Linked DNA regions of Ovis aries: region 2 is linked to region 1. The links are chromatin contacts, called in public Hi-C maps. All regions are on one chromosome and are shown on one strand. Each heading gives the region's core, a stretch centred on a gene start, on an enhancer-like site or on the middle of the called end of the contact. The rest is flanking DNA. Distances are from core to core; before and after follow the strand shown. Region 1 holds the start of SELENON (selenoprotein N). Region 2 holds the start of MAN1C1 (mannosidase alpha class 1C member 1).

Region 1 (6,974 bases), core at 2,349-4,848:
TTAATATTTAGTAGTAATAGCAATAGCTCCTGTCTATTGATTATCCAGGCTTCCCAGGGGGTGCATTGGTATAAAGAATCTGCCTGCCAATGCAGGAGATGAAGGAGACACGAGTTCAATCCCCAGGCTGGGAAGATCCCTTGGAGTAGGAAATGGCAACCCACTCTAGTATGCTTGCCTGGAACATTCCATGAACAGAGGAACCTGACAGGCTACAGTCTGCTGCTGCTGCTGCTGCTAAGTCGCTTCAGTCGTGTCCGACTCTGTGCGACCCCATAGATAGCAGCCCACCAGGTTCCCCCCGTCCCAGAGATTCTCCAGGCAAGAACACTGGAGTGGGTTGCCATTTCCTTCTCCAATGCATGAAAGTGAAAAGTGAAAGTGAAGTCGCTCAGTCGTGTCTGACTCTTTGCAACCCCATGGACTGCAGCCCACCAGGCTCCTCCGTCCATGGGATTTTCCAGGCAAGAGTACTGGAGTGGGCGCCATCGCCTTCCCCAGGCTACACTCTACAGGGTCGCAAAGAGTCAGACACGACTGAGCACACACACCACGCCACTGACCATCTACTGCACTTTGCAGATGTTTTCTCTAATCCTCAAATCAGCTGGTGCAGGACCTGAAGACAGAGGCTCCCTAATCCTCGCCCTGCACCCTCCTCGCACCTTTCCTTCCTGGGCAGGCTGGAGAGCCTTCCTCTCCCCAGTCTCTCAAAGTATACACGTGAGGATCAGGTCAGCATCCATCTCACAGGCACTGCTAAGAGATAACTCAGAAGGTGCTTAAAGTGAGTCTGGTCCTGGGAAAGTGGTCAGAGAATGTTAGCTTGTAATATTCACCCGTGAGGAGAACAAGCTCGGAAAGGGGTGTGTGTGCGTGCATGTGTGTGTACTCATGGTGAGGCAGCTTGCCCCAACCACCCGCTAGAAAGTACCTCTAAAGCCCAGGGCAGCTGAAGGTGCTTCAAGTGATGTCTGGTCCTGAGGAAGGGGTCAGAGAATGTTAGCTTGTAATATTCACCTGTGAGAACAGGCTCAAGCATGTGTGTGTGTCTGTGTTTGTGTATGTGTGTCTGTGTGTCTCTGTGCGTCTGTCTGTGTGTGTGTCTGTGTGTGTGTGTCTGTGTGTGTGTCTGTGTGTGTGTGTGTCTGTCTGTGTGTGTGTGTCTGTGTGTGTGTGTCTGTGTGTGTGTGTCTGTGTTTGTGTATGTGTGTCTGTGTGTCTCTGTGCGTCTGTCTGTGTGTGTGTCTGTGTGTGTGTGTCTGTGTTTGTGTCTGTGTGTCTGTGTGTCTCTGTGTGTCTGTCTGTGTGTGTGTGTCTTTGTGTGTGTGTACTCATGGTGAGGCAGCTTGCCCCAACCACCTGCTAGAAAGTATCTCTGAACCCCAGGGCAGCCGCCTCCTACTCCAGGCAGTCCTCCTGCTCAGAGCAGACACAGAGCAAGAACCAGAGGGCGGCGCCCCAGGTCCCTCCTCCCGGGTCCCCAGCCTCTCCTGGTACCTGTCAGCTTCTCAGCGATGGGCTTGAACTCCTCGGGGCTGATGTACATGTCCCGGTCAGTGTCCAGGGAGGAGAAGAGGAAGAGGCCTTCTGTCCCCAGGGTTTTCAGTGCTGAATCCTGCTTGGGAGGAGGCTCTGGGTTGAGCAACCGGATACCCACTGGTATCCCAAACCGCTCTCACCACCACCTTCCCGAGTTCTTTCAGTCCATCCATCTCCGAAACATCTGTCCAAATGCCACTTCTGCACGCCACAGAGCCCAGGTCCCCGTTCCCATCCCTCTCGGTCCCTGCTACACTCCGAGCCTTCGTCCACTGTCCCCTCTCTGAGTGCCTGCTTCGTATCCGAATCCATCTAGAGTCACCCTCTTGGTCCACCCATCGTCCTCCCTGGTCTCCCCTCCCCACCGCCCCAGCGCCCCCGGCCCCGCCCGGATGCTCGGGTCCCAGCTGCGCTCGGTGCTTTGTCTGCGGTGAACTGTCCTAGTCACCCGTCCGCCCGCTCCTCTAGGAGCCGTCCCAGCCCCGGCCTCACTCGGGGCCCGTCTGCTCACCCCCGTCAGTCCTTCCTAGCCCGCCCGCTCTCTGAGCCCCCGCCTTTCCTTCCCGGCCGCCCTCCCGGCCCTCCGGCCCGTCCCCCTCCGGTCAGGCTGCCCTTCCATCCCCGCCCCGTCCCCCACCGGCCCCCGGCCCCTCGGAGCCCTGCCCGTCGGCGAGCCCCGCCGCCCGCGCCCACCCGAGCGTCCCCGGCCGGCCGCCGCGCCCTCCCGCCGACTCGGACCTGCCTCGCGGCCGCCTGGGCCTCGCTGTAGCGGGCGAAGGCCCGGGCGGCGGCGGCGGCCGCGGCGGCGGCGAGCAGCGCCCCGAGCAGCGCCAGGGCGCGGGCGCGGCGCGGCGGGGGCGCGGGCGGCGCGGCGGGGCCGGGGCCCGGAGGCCCGCGCTCGCCCGGCCGGGTCCGGCCCATGGCGGCGGCTCCGGGCGGGGTGGCCGCGGACGCGGAGCCGCGGCGGCGCGGGCGCGGGCGGGGCCGGGGCCGGGCCTGGGCGCCGGGGCGGGACGCGCGGGGGCGCGGGGTCCGGCGCACGGCGGCGCTGCTGGCTCGCGAGTGCAGGGAGGGAGGCGCGCCGGGGCCCCTGCTCCACACACCCTACCGGCCGGCGGTGTCTCCTTCCTTCACTTTCCTCTCCCGGAACGAAACCGGGCCTCCGCGTCCCGCCTAGCCTGGAGGAGCCCGGGAGCACTTCCAGGCCGAGCACCGCGAGGAGACGCGAGGGAAGCCAGAGGCGGGCCGGGTACCCAGTCTCCCCGCATCCCACCCTGCCTCTTATCCGACCTGCTTTCTGAAATGTCCCCAGTCATCGCGAAACAGAAAACTAGCCAAGTTCAGCCCTCCCTGTTTCTCTCATGGTCCTGCTGGAAGGCCACCTCTGCAGATTCACCAGGGACAGGAGCTACCCGTGTAAGGACAGACGGGCGCAGCGCTGAACCCTCAGCCGCGGGGCCCGAGTTTCTTCACCTGCAGGGAGGATTCAGAGAGGCTCTTCTGTGGGTTGGTTGGTGGTGTTCAGTCGCTCAGTCGTGTCCGACTCTTGGCGATTCCATGGACGCCAGGCTTCCGTGTCCTTCACCATCTCCCAGAACTTGCTCAAATTCATGTCCATTGAGTTGGTGATGCCATCCAATCATCTCATTCTCTGTCCTCCCCTTCTCCTCCCACCTTCAATCTTTCCCAGCATCAGGGTCTTTTTTAATGAGTCAGTTCTTCGCATCAGGTGGCCAAAGTATTGGAGCTTCAGTTTCAGCATCTGTCCTTCCAATGAATATTCAGGACTGATCTCCTTTAGGATGGACTGGTTGGATCTCCTTGCAGTCCAAGGGACTCTCAAGAGTCTTCTCCAACACCACAGTTCAAAAGCACTAATCCTTCGGTGCCCAGCCTTTTTTATGGCCCAACTCTCACATCCATAAAATGACTACTGGAAAAACCATAACTTTGACTATAGGGAAATACGCAGGTGGGTGGGGGGTGGCGGTCCCCAGGCACAGGGCAAGGCTGGCTGTGAGTCACCCTTCTCCCCTGCTGGACCTGGCTTGGCCACTGGGATGGTTTTTCTGGAGAACAACACTTAGGGGAGGGCGTTGGGCATAGAGGTGGGTGGAGTTTGAGGAAGTACTTTCAAGTTCTCAAAAATCTTGGTTCCACTGGGCCTCTTTTCTGTTATATCAAGGGCCCTGGGATCCCAGGGGTGGCTGTGCCTGCACTTTCCCACGAGAGGGCAGCAGCTGCCAACGTCTCTGGACAGGAGCCCAGAGTCTGGGGAGCAGGCCTGCAGTCTGTGGAGATGACTGCCAGCCCCAGGGCAGGGCACCACCCAGGTCTGGGATGTCAGGGGCGATTTAGCGGGTATTTAGCACCCACTGTGTGCTGGACTTGGTGCCATGAAATTCATGCCATTCTATTTCATCCTCAAGCCACCCAATGAGGCTTGTTTGCCTTATTTTAAAATTGAGGACCCTGGGAATTCCTTAGAGGTCCGATGGTTAGGGGGCTTCCCAGGTGGCTCAGTGAAAAATAATCCTCCTGCCAATGCAGGAGATGCAAGAGATGTGAGTCAAGAAGATCCCCTGGAGTGGGAAATGATAACCCACTCCAGTATTCTTGCCTGGAAAATTTCATGCATAGAGGAGCCTGGTGGGCTACCGTCCTTGGGGTTGCAAAGAATTGGCCACGGCTGAGCACACAGGCACGCACCCCAGTGGTTAGGACTCCTCTGTGTGTTCCCTGCTAGGGTCCAGGTTTGCTTCCTGGGCCAATAACTAAGATTCTGCAAGCCACACAGCAGGGCCCAAATAGTAGCAATAATAAATTAAAATTGAGGAGCCTGAGCCCTGACACCCAGGTCTATCTGAGTCCAAGTCTCTTGCCATGCTGCCTCTCAGGGATGATCCAGCTGACTGAGTGGTGGGGGTGGCACTGGTCTCTACCGCCACTCTGTCCGTCATGGGTAACCAGCCATGACAGTGCCGTGTCATGTCATGTCCTGCCTTCCCAGTGCCCATAAGTGACCTGGCACATAGTGGGCACTCTCATGTCCTTCGAATGACTGACACCCAGGGACCAAGATTGCGGACCCTGGACCCAACCCTTGCCCAGCTCTCTGCCCCCCCCCCCCCCATCCTCCGAGGGACCCACAGAGGCCTGGCATCTGGAGTTGACTTCTGAAGGCGTCCAACTGTGCCACTTCCAACTCATTATTGCTGATGTTTGGGGACACCCTGCATACGACAGATGCTATTAGAAAACCAAATTCCGTTCTTTCAGGAAGCAAACCTAACAGCACAAAGCAGGTTGGGGGGAAGATTGATGAGTCAAGGCCTCTGAAAAATAAATGAGGGATGTTTTCTTCACCAAATCGCTTTTACTTATTACACTTGCTTTTTGGTAACGACACAGGACCTGACTGGTCTCGGTGGCCCAGGGCTGGAGAGATGTGACTGAGATTGGGAGGGGGCATGTCTCTCAAAGCTCTGGGGTTTCTGGGCAGAGGGGGAGTAGAGAGGGGTGGACTTACAAGATTTGACTCAAGTCAGTGAAACTCTGGAAAAAGGGTCAGCCTTGGGATCCAGCTCTGGGGAGACATCAACTCTGGCCTTGGCAGTGTCCCGCTGGTGGGCACCCTTCCCAGGAGGGCTTGCCTCCAAGCCAAGGACCGGGGCAGAGCAGGATAGAGCCTTGAGAGATTGGGCCAGCAGGGTGGCTGTAGCCAAGGGCAGCCCTGTAGGAGCTCTTTGGCACCTCCCGTGTGGGCAGGGTGATATTTGGTAGTAGCAGCCAAGTGGAGACTGTACCAAGGTAAGTGGCATGTTGATCATATCCTTCTCACCCATTAGCAGGGAAATCACTCATTCACCTACTCAACAAATAGTTACTGAGGGTCTTCTATGCTCTGTTCTGGGCACTGGAGAACCATCAGAATCTGTGATCTTTTTTACTGAATTAAAATTTTAATTAATTTTCAGAAAGGAAGACCTTGAGAAGGATCCTGGTATCGGCAGTGAGACACTGAGGGTCTATGATCTCAGGTCTAAAGAGAAAGAGTAGACTAGCCAGTGGTTAGCCTCCCAGCCACCACTTGACATTCGTTTCAGTTCATTCCAGGAGGACAGAGAAGGGCAGGGAGGCAGGGAGCGTCTCAGCAAAGCTGGCTTCAGCTCTGGTCATCTCACCTACCTGCTGCATTTAAGGATCTCCAGGTGAAGAGTTTCAAAACATAAGGCACCTAGTCCGTCACTTAGAGAAGGGAAGTCATTCCAGGTTCCCAGAAATCTCAGATCTGAGAGTGTTCAGGGTTTCAGCTGAGCTTTTTCAGGCCAACCAGCAGTTACTTGGTCAGTCCTGCGGCCTAGACCCCATCTCTGGGAAGGGCTACAGTCAGAGGGAGTAGGGGGAGTCTAGCCCCCAAGCCTTTGGAGGCACAGTGAGATAGCGAAAAGAAGGGCCCTGGGCTCACTGATTCTAGGAGGGAAACTGGTGTGGCAGCATCTCTCCTGGGCTGGACAGAGTGAAGGCTGGACACACAGCAGATCCGTTCCTATTGGCTTCCTTTGGTCTCAGCTGCCCCTGAGATGTGCCTGTCATGGCAAGTCCATCTCTAGCCCGCATCTCTCCAGGGCTGATGTGAATCAGGTGGACAAAGTTCATTGGTTCCCCAACTACGGCCCAGTCAGTCTGGCTCCTCTTGTTCAGCTCGGGTTTCTCTACTATGCAGCAGCTTGGTTTGTCCCAAATTCCATCATGTTCTCTGATGGTTCCGGGTTGACCGATCTGCCTGGGGCCCCAGAGGGTTCTTGCTCTGATGCCCAACCTGCCCCCTCCTCACTCCCCTCAGGTGTAAAAACACCCTGGGTGTACTCAGCTGGACAGGTCTAGAGCAAGTAGAGTCCTCGGAGCCCTTAGCTGAGCAGGGAAGGTCAGCGTCTTGGACCCCGAGAGACTAGCAGGGGCAGGGAGTGGGGTGGGCAGGCTGGCACAAGGTTCTGTCTCCCACCGACTTGGAACCCTGTTCTGCTCTGGCTTCGAGTCATCTGGCTGCAGCTGGGCGGGGGGAGCTTCCCACTCCATGCCCGCCAGGGTGGAGTTTACGGGCTCACTCCTCAATGCAGTGGGGAAGCCAAGGGCCGGAGTCTCTGGTCTTCTGGGCAAATCAGCGGAAACTCTGACTCCCAGGAAGTGAGTGTGCGCAGAGGAGGGTCCCTTCAGCTGTCAGGTGGGGTTAAGAGAGGCTTCACAGAGCTGATGTCCAGCCGGGTCCGAATGCGGGAGCTCACTGGGTGGAGCACTGGGAAGAACATTCCAGGGGCAGGCAGAACAGAGGCAGAGGCCCCGGGGCATGTCTATGGCTTTGTGAGGATGTAGTCCCGTGGGTCTGGGCAGAGGGGATTCAGGGCAGAGGTGGGGGTGCTGTGAAGGGAGAG
Region 2 (6,974 bases), core at 2,256-4,755, 170 kb after region 1:
GCTCAGCTCTCAGCTGGCTCTGAGCAGGTCTTGGCACCCTGAGCAGGTCCTGACCCTTGCTGCCTGCTCTCCCTGGAAATCAGAGCAGACTTGCTGACTGCTCTGCAGCAAACCAAGAGGTCCAGAGAGAAGCAGTCCTTTCCTTTTGGGTCCACGGGGGCAGGGGAGCATCTTCTCGATTCTAGCGAGGAGACCCTGCCCCACTGCTTGCCCACAGCCCCCTCGTGGTCTGGGGGTGTCACTGCAGTCCCCTCCACAGTGCTAGGCAAAATCCTCATACAGGCGGCTCCAACAGCAGGCAGCTCTAACAGTGGTTGAGCAGAACATTTAGTTATCAGTGGCGGCTTGGCAACTGTCTCCAAGCCATGGTGAGGCTGCATTCGCTTTTGGTGTGTTAAACTAGGACTCAGATTCAGAGTCAGAGTGATCCATCTAACCCCTCTCTGGTACAATCCCTACAGGAAACCAGTCCAAGACCTGCTTCATTAAGCCAATAACCTCAGAGCTTCTGTATCATTACCACTACCTTATTGATCACTGCTCCTTGCATCGCATGCAATTATGTACAATTGTTCCAAAGCTCAATAGAAACAGTAAGAATGTAGGACATCTTCTGGCTTGTGGGTTGCTGGCTAGATTACAAAATAGTTGCAAGACATCAAGTATCCCCCAAATTCTGGATTTCCAGGTAGCAGATCCTAAAGGGGTTTAGGAGATGTCATGACTAAAGGACTCACAGTGAGAAAGAACATGGCCCTTGGCCCCTTTGAACAGAAAGGGTGCCCATTAATGAACCCCACTCCCGTATTCTTGCCTCGAGGCTCCCCTGGACAGAGGAGCCTGGTGGACTACAGTCCAAGAGATCGCAGTGTTGACGCCTGAAGCGACTCCACACAAATCTTATTAGCATCTCAAAAAGGGAGGGAGCAAGGCCCACCTGGGCTCAGGACTAGACTGGAAAGACCAGAATCTGGGGGTGAGGGAAAGTTGGTCTAGGGCTTTAGCTACCATCTATCAGGAATGTGGATGGTTAACTGAACCCAGCGCTGGAAAAGTGTGCAGGAAGGAGTTGAAGGTGGGAAGTTTGGGAGGAGGGCCTCGAGCAGGTCAGGGAGCCCGGGAGTGACTGGGGGTGAGCGAGGATGGATGGAAGCACAAGAGCCATCTTTTAAAATATTCTGTGGAAGGAGGAGGAGAGTCCTTACCTCCTTGATTTTCTCCCGCTGGGTATGAACTAGGCTCTGGGGCTCCTTACTCCTGTCGGCCCTAGTCCCCAGGACCGGGTGGCGGAGGCGGCTCCGGAATGCCTTGAAGTCAAAGCTAGAGGGGACGCTCCCCTCCTGGGGTCTGAGGGCCGTGGCGCCGCTGCCCCGGGCCGCCGTGGCCTCCTCCCGGGGTCCAGTGGGGTGCGTGCGGCGCAGCCACCCTTTTCTGCGCCGGGAACTGGCTTGGCTGCCGGGGTCATCCTCCCCCGGGGCTGGAGCCGCGGGGGCCGGGTTGGGAGGAGATTCCTGTCCCCGGGCCCGCGGGTGGCTGGCGACTTGGGCCACCGCCTCCAGGCCGGGCTGCTGGGTCCGAGGGGCCAGGAAGAGGCGCTTGAGGCGAGAGGAGTTGGGCAGCAGGAACAGGGCCCCGAAGCACAGGGTGACCAGGCCGGAGAGGAAGAGAAGGAAGACGAACTTCTGCGGAAGCCGCAGCCCCCAAGGGGAGGCCGGGACGAAGCCGGGCACTTTCCTCACGAGCATCTTGACCCGGCACGGGCTTGGGGCACGCTCAGCTCCGGCCGAGCTCCTGAGGTCTTCGGAGTCCAGGCACTTGTCAGCAGCTGGGCTCGGCGAGCGGAGGTCGTCGAGGGCGCGCCGCCCTGGGTGGGGGTCCCTGAGAGTTTCGCCCTTTCGGGGGGCTTGTTCCCGGAGTTCAGGGAGTTTGGAGAGAGTCCTCCCGCGCCGGGACAGGGGGAGCGGCGGCGGCGGCGGCGGCGGCCTCGGCGGGGCCCGGGCGAGCGAGGCAGGAAGGCTCGGGGCCCGGGCCCGCGAGGGTCGACCGCGCACCGCAGCCTTCCCTCCGGCCGCCGCGCCGCCCCTCCTCGCCGCGGCCGGGGCCCGCGGGGCCCGCGCCCCTTCCCGCGCTGCGGCCGCCGCCGGAGCCCGTCACATGCCGTCCGAGGCGCCCAGGCTTGTCCACGCGGAGGGGCGCCCGCAGGCCTCGTCCCCGAGCTGAGCTGCCCTCAGCAACCCCCAACCACCCCGGTCCAAAGTTTGAGCCTCAGAAGCAGTTTCCAGAAGGGGTCGACTCCCGGGGGCTGGGGGGGTGACGCGGCCGGGCTGTCAGGAGCGCTCCGAGAGCGCGCTGGAGCGGCCGGGTCGCGACAGCGCTGGGGGCTTTGGCTATCGGGACACGTCCACAACTTTGCTCCGCCGCGGGGCGGGCGCCGGGGAGCTGGGGGCGGTGGTGGTCAGGCACTTCTGAGCCAGGCGAGGCAGGGTGGGGGTGCTCCCGGGAGCGGAGGGATGCCTGAGCCGGGTCCGGGGCGCAGTGCCGTTCGCGACCAGCCGCGGCGGGGGCGGCTGCAGCTGCGCTGGGGATGGGGTAGGGGGCGGAGTGCGGGCTCCCGCCCCGCTAACTCCGGGCTCCGGGTTCCCGCTGGGATCACCTGTTCCCGGTGCCCGCCGGCTCCGCGGAGCGCGCAGTCCCGGCTGCGCCTCCCCCGCTGCAGCTGGCTTCCTCGCCGCGGCCGCTCCAGACGGGCCGCCGCCGCCGCCGCCGCAGGCTGAGCCGCCGCCGCCGCCGCCGCCGCCGCCGCCGCCGAGCCTGCGCCCCAACACGCGCGCACACACAGCCCGGACGCCCCCGCCGCCGCCGCCGCCGCCGCAGCTCGGGCTCTCACCGAGGCAGCGCCCGCGGCCCCGCCTCCCGCCGGGCCACGCCCTCGGGCCACGCCCACTGCGCGCGCCCCGCCGTCCACCGCCGCCGCGGCGCCGCAGCCTGGCCAGTTGGCCTGGCGACCCGGGGTGGGGAGTGTGCTGGGGCCTAAGCCCGAGTCCGGGAGAGGGCCCGGGACTCCAAGCCACGCCCCCTCCATCCAAGGGCCGGCGCCGCCGCGCACACGCCCCCCCCAGCCCACCAGCACCAATGGTCCAGCTGCGCGGGGTTGGCGAGGGCGGGGGGTGGAGAGCGGCGCGAGGTCATTGGCTGCCTCGCAGGGATCCCCGTTGGGCTGCGGTCCCCCATTGGTTAGTGCCCCGCATTCGCCGGACTGGGAGCGACCGAGACACCCCCAACCTCCGCCCCGCTTCTTGCCCCCACCCGCGCGGCTCAGGTTGTTGGTCCCCTGGAGCGGGCAGGGGACCCAGGCGTCTGCTAGGGCTCTGGCGGCCGTTCGGTAACCTCACTCACCCCCTCAGTGCCAGTCCAGAATTGTCAGGGAGCCGGGAGCTTGCCCGGGGGTCCCAGAGCTTCCGCGAGAGCCTTGGAGGTGCTGCTGTGGCCGGCTGTGAGGAAGGGCTGGCTGAAGCCCCAGCCAGGGAGCTGTGGCCACGGTTGGGCTGGGTTTAGGCAGGGTTTCCACCGGACGCCGCCCCCCCCCTCCCCCGCCCCCGCACCGGCAGACCACAACTCTGCCTTCCTTTTCCTATGGCCCGAAACCAGGCCGGGGCCCCTGGGTGGGGCAGGGAGAGACGCTAACCGCAGCGGAGTGTAGGGCAAGGAAGGAGAAAACCCTGGTCGTGTGCGTAGAAGACCACACACGTCATGTGACATGCGTACCCAGATGCCTGCGTGTGTTTATGTGCACGTGTGTGCTTCTATGCCTAGATGCAGATGCACTCGGAGATTACAGTGGGTGTGTACCTGCACACAAACTTGCGCTTAATTTAGGTAGAAGCGATTTACCAAAGCGCATGTAGACGTATATGCATATTACACAGGTACTGATTTACATATTAGTATAAATAGTGACACGTACACACATAGCCACATGATACTCACACAACAGGTCCAAGAAACACACACGCGTACACACTGCCAGGCATAGAGACACAGGTGTCTCCACCCCAAGGCCCTCACCCTTTCCTCGCTCTTCTATTAAACCTAACCCAAGGCAAAGAAACACTGCTGTGTGGGTCTTTCATGCAAAACACTTTATAGAGACAAATAACAGCAGAGAGAGAGACAAATTAAGAGGTGTAATAGGCAAGAGGGAAAATATCCGCTTTCAGCTGCAATTTAAAATGAAATGCAGCGTTGATGAGACAGAAAATACTGCAGGGAGGCCTTTAGGACAGAAGCGGCCCAGGCGGGCTCGCACCTCATAAATCTTGCTTCTTCCCTGAGGCCTGCTACGGGTGGGACTCTGACATCCTTCTCCCTCTGGCCAGGCCACTGACAGCAGACCCTCCCCTGATGTTTAAATGCCTTTGGCATGTCAGTTTCTTTCCGCTGAAAATAAAAGATTGTTCTGGGTAACAGGTGCAAATATTTTGGTCACTGGAGATACATAGTTTCTCCCCACCCTACAAGCACACCCAACTTAGAAATGTGAAATGCCAGTTGAGGTGTTTCAGCCTCTCATCAGTTTGACTGGCAGGAGTCAGGTGCCTGGAACCAGCTGTGAACATCAGAGACAAGCATGTGGTCCGCTTGGATGCAGGAGCCCAGAGATCCGGCCAGGCTTTTGCCAATCTCCAATGCCCAAGCATCTCCCTGCCGGGACCCACCTTGGGCAGAGGGAGGCTTGTCTTTGGAGAACCAGACAGGAAGACAGCAGGCACTGGAGGCACCCCACAGCATATCACATTGAGAGTGCAGGGGAAGTCACTGTTCAGTCCCCTGAGAAGGGAGGACCCAGGAGAAGGGGAGGAGGGTCGGCAGAGTCTCAGAAGGCTATTTGAACTAGATCCTCACTGTGATTGTGACACAATGACCAATCTCCGGTATGCTGGTGAGCTGGGGTAGAAAGTGAGGTTGCAACAGGATTCCACAGACAGCCTACAAAAAACAAACAAACAAACAAAAACAGCCTGGGGGACAACTCCATTTCAAACCGATGTCATATTGGTGATTTCATGACGTTGGTGATCCCATAACCTTCTATAATCTCCCTAGCAAGCTTTGGAAGGAATGATGCTAAAGCTGAAACTCCAGTACCTTGGCCACTTCATGCGAAGAGTTGACTCATTGGAAAAGACTCTGATGCTGGGAGGGATTGAGGGCAGGAGGAGAAGGGGATGACCGAGGATGAGATGGCTGGATGGCATCACTGACTCGATGGATGTGAGTTTGGGTGAACTCCGGGAGATGGTGATGGACAGGGAGGCCTAGTGTGCTGTGATTCATGGGGTCGCAAAGAGTCGGACACGACTGAGCGACTGAACTGAACTGAACTGAACTGAACAAGCTGGCTGAGGGCCCATCTGGGCCCACCCCCATATCTCTAACCCTGGTAGACCTCACACACATTATGGCTCTTCTCTCACTGGATTTTACTATTGATATGCTGTCCCACAGCAGACTTGGTTCCTCACAGCGGGAACAAGCGTGGCTTGTTCACCTCTCTAACTGCCCCAAGTCATAACTACAATATCTGGCACATGAGTGCTGTGTTTGTTGAGTAATGAATGCATAGGCGTGGGAGTGGATGCCCATTTCACAGATGAGGAAACTAACGCTGAGGGGAGAGAACAGTAATGAACCAACATTTTCAATGTGCTGAATACATGTTGCTTCATTTACTTTCAGAACATTCTAATGAGATAGATATTATTATTAACAGGCTCATTTTACAAATAAGAATACTAAGCCTAGAGAGAGATTTAGGATAAGTTAAAAAGTATCTTTCTCAGTTCAATTCAGAAACTCAAGTGGGACTGGGAACAGAAATAAATAGCATTTTAAAATCTATTCTGTCAACAAATATTTATTGAAATTAGATACTGGGTATTGCACTGGTCTCGGGTTGGTCAAAGATGAGCAAAGCATGGTCCCGATTATTATGCATTCATTCTCAGTAAAGAGCTATTTACTCAACACCCATATGTGCCAGGGGCTGAGGAAAACAGCCCTAAAGAAGGCAGATGTGAAGCCTGACTTCAGGGAGCGTCTTGTCTAAGAGGCAACAGGAACCAGTTCAGCATCGGGCAGAGAATCACCATGCTGGGCCCTGTGCTGAATGCTTTGCCCTCATCCTGTCTGGTCTCACAATGGCTGTCTCTGAAAGATCCCAGCTTCAGAGATCGGGAAACTCAGGCCCGGGGGTGTGAAATGACTTGATCACACAAGGAAAAAATTCCAAATATAAAAGAAAACCAGATTCATCCAATGCTGGGATCTGTGCCCTTTCTGTTAATAATACTAATAGTAACTAAGCTTAATGGGGCACATACTATGTGCCAAACCCTTAAAATTGCACAGAGATTTTAAGGATCTTACCCAATGTCACACAGCTGGGAAGTGGCAGTAGAGAGATTTGAACCTAGTTGGTCAGCCTCCAGAGCCCTCAAGTCTTTCAGAGTCTATTGTTTCCCTTTTACAGTGCCAAGAAAGCAGGTGCTTGTAGGAAGTCTGAGCTGGGAAGGAACATTGGCCTCAGGCAGAATTTTCACAGGCTTGTTGGGAGGATTATATGAGTTCACTCAGCCATTCAGTAAGTATGTATTGGGTACCTGCTATGTTCCACGCAATATACTAGGCTTTAGCGAAATAATGAGGAGCAAAGATGGATACATTGTTCCCATCATGGAGACTGCAGTCTTAAGGGGAAGAGGAGTTTAAATAAATAATCTCCCAAATAAATCTGCAAACTGAGACAAAGGTGAATAATGTTGCTCTAAGAATGGCAGATCTGGACCTAGACTGGGGTTGAGGGAGAAGCGGTCAGGGAAGACAGCCTCTAAGTGGAACTGCCTGAGCCAAGAGTGATGGTGAGCGCACCGAAGCGGAGGGACAACATACGCACAAGTCTTGGGGTGGAGAGAATA

What was found. Hi-C and Micro-C count contacts between places; a contact is called where the count stands out from the background.
Region 2: a contact with region 1 is called in a Hi-C map of hypothalamus, with 2.3 times the contacts expected there. The contact joins the promoter of MAN1C1 here to the promoter of SELENON in region 1. A contact is called at or near these places in 13 of 16 Hi-C or Micro-C datasets (blood, hypothalamus, liver and 6 more).

Annotation. Positions count from the first base shown.
Region 1 is chr2:241,014,645-241,021,618 of ARS-UI_Ramb_v3.0, forward strand. SELENON (selenoprotein N) reads right to left here and starts at 3,599. Exons shown (of 12, transcript XM_060410647.1): 1 at 3,016-3,599; 2 at 1,501-1,618. The coding sequence starts at 1,549.
Region 2 is chr2:241,181,435-241,188,408 of ARS-UI_Ramb_v3.0, forward strand. MAN1C1 (mannosidase alpha class 1C member 1) reads right to left here and starts at 3,506. Exons shown (of 12, transcript XM_042244546.2): 1 at 3,397-3,506.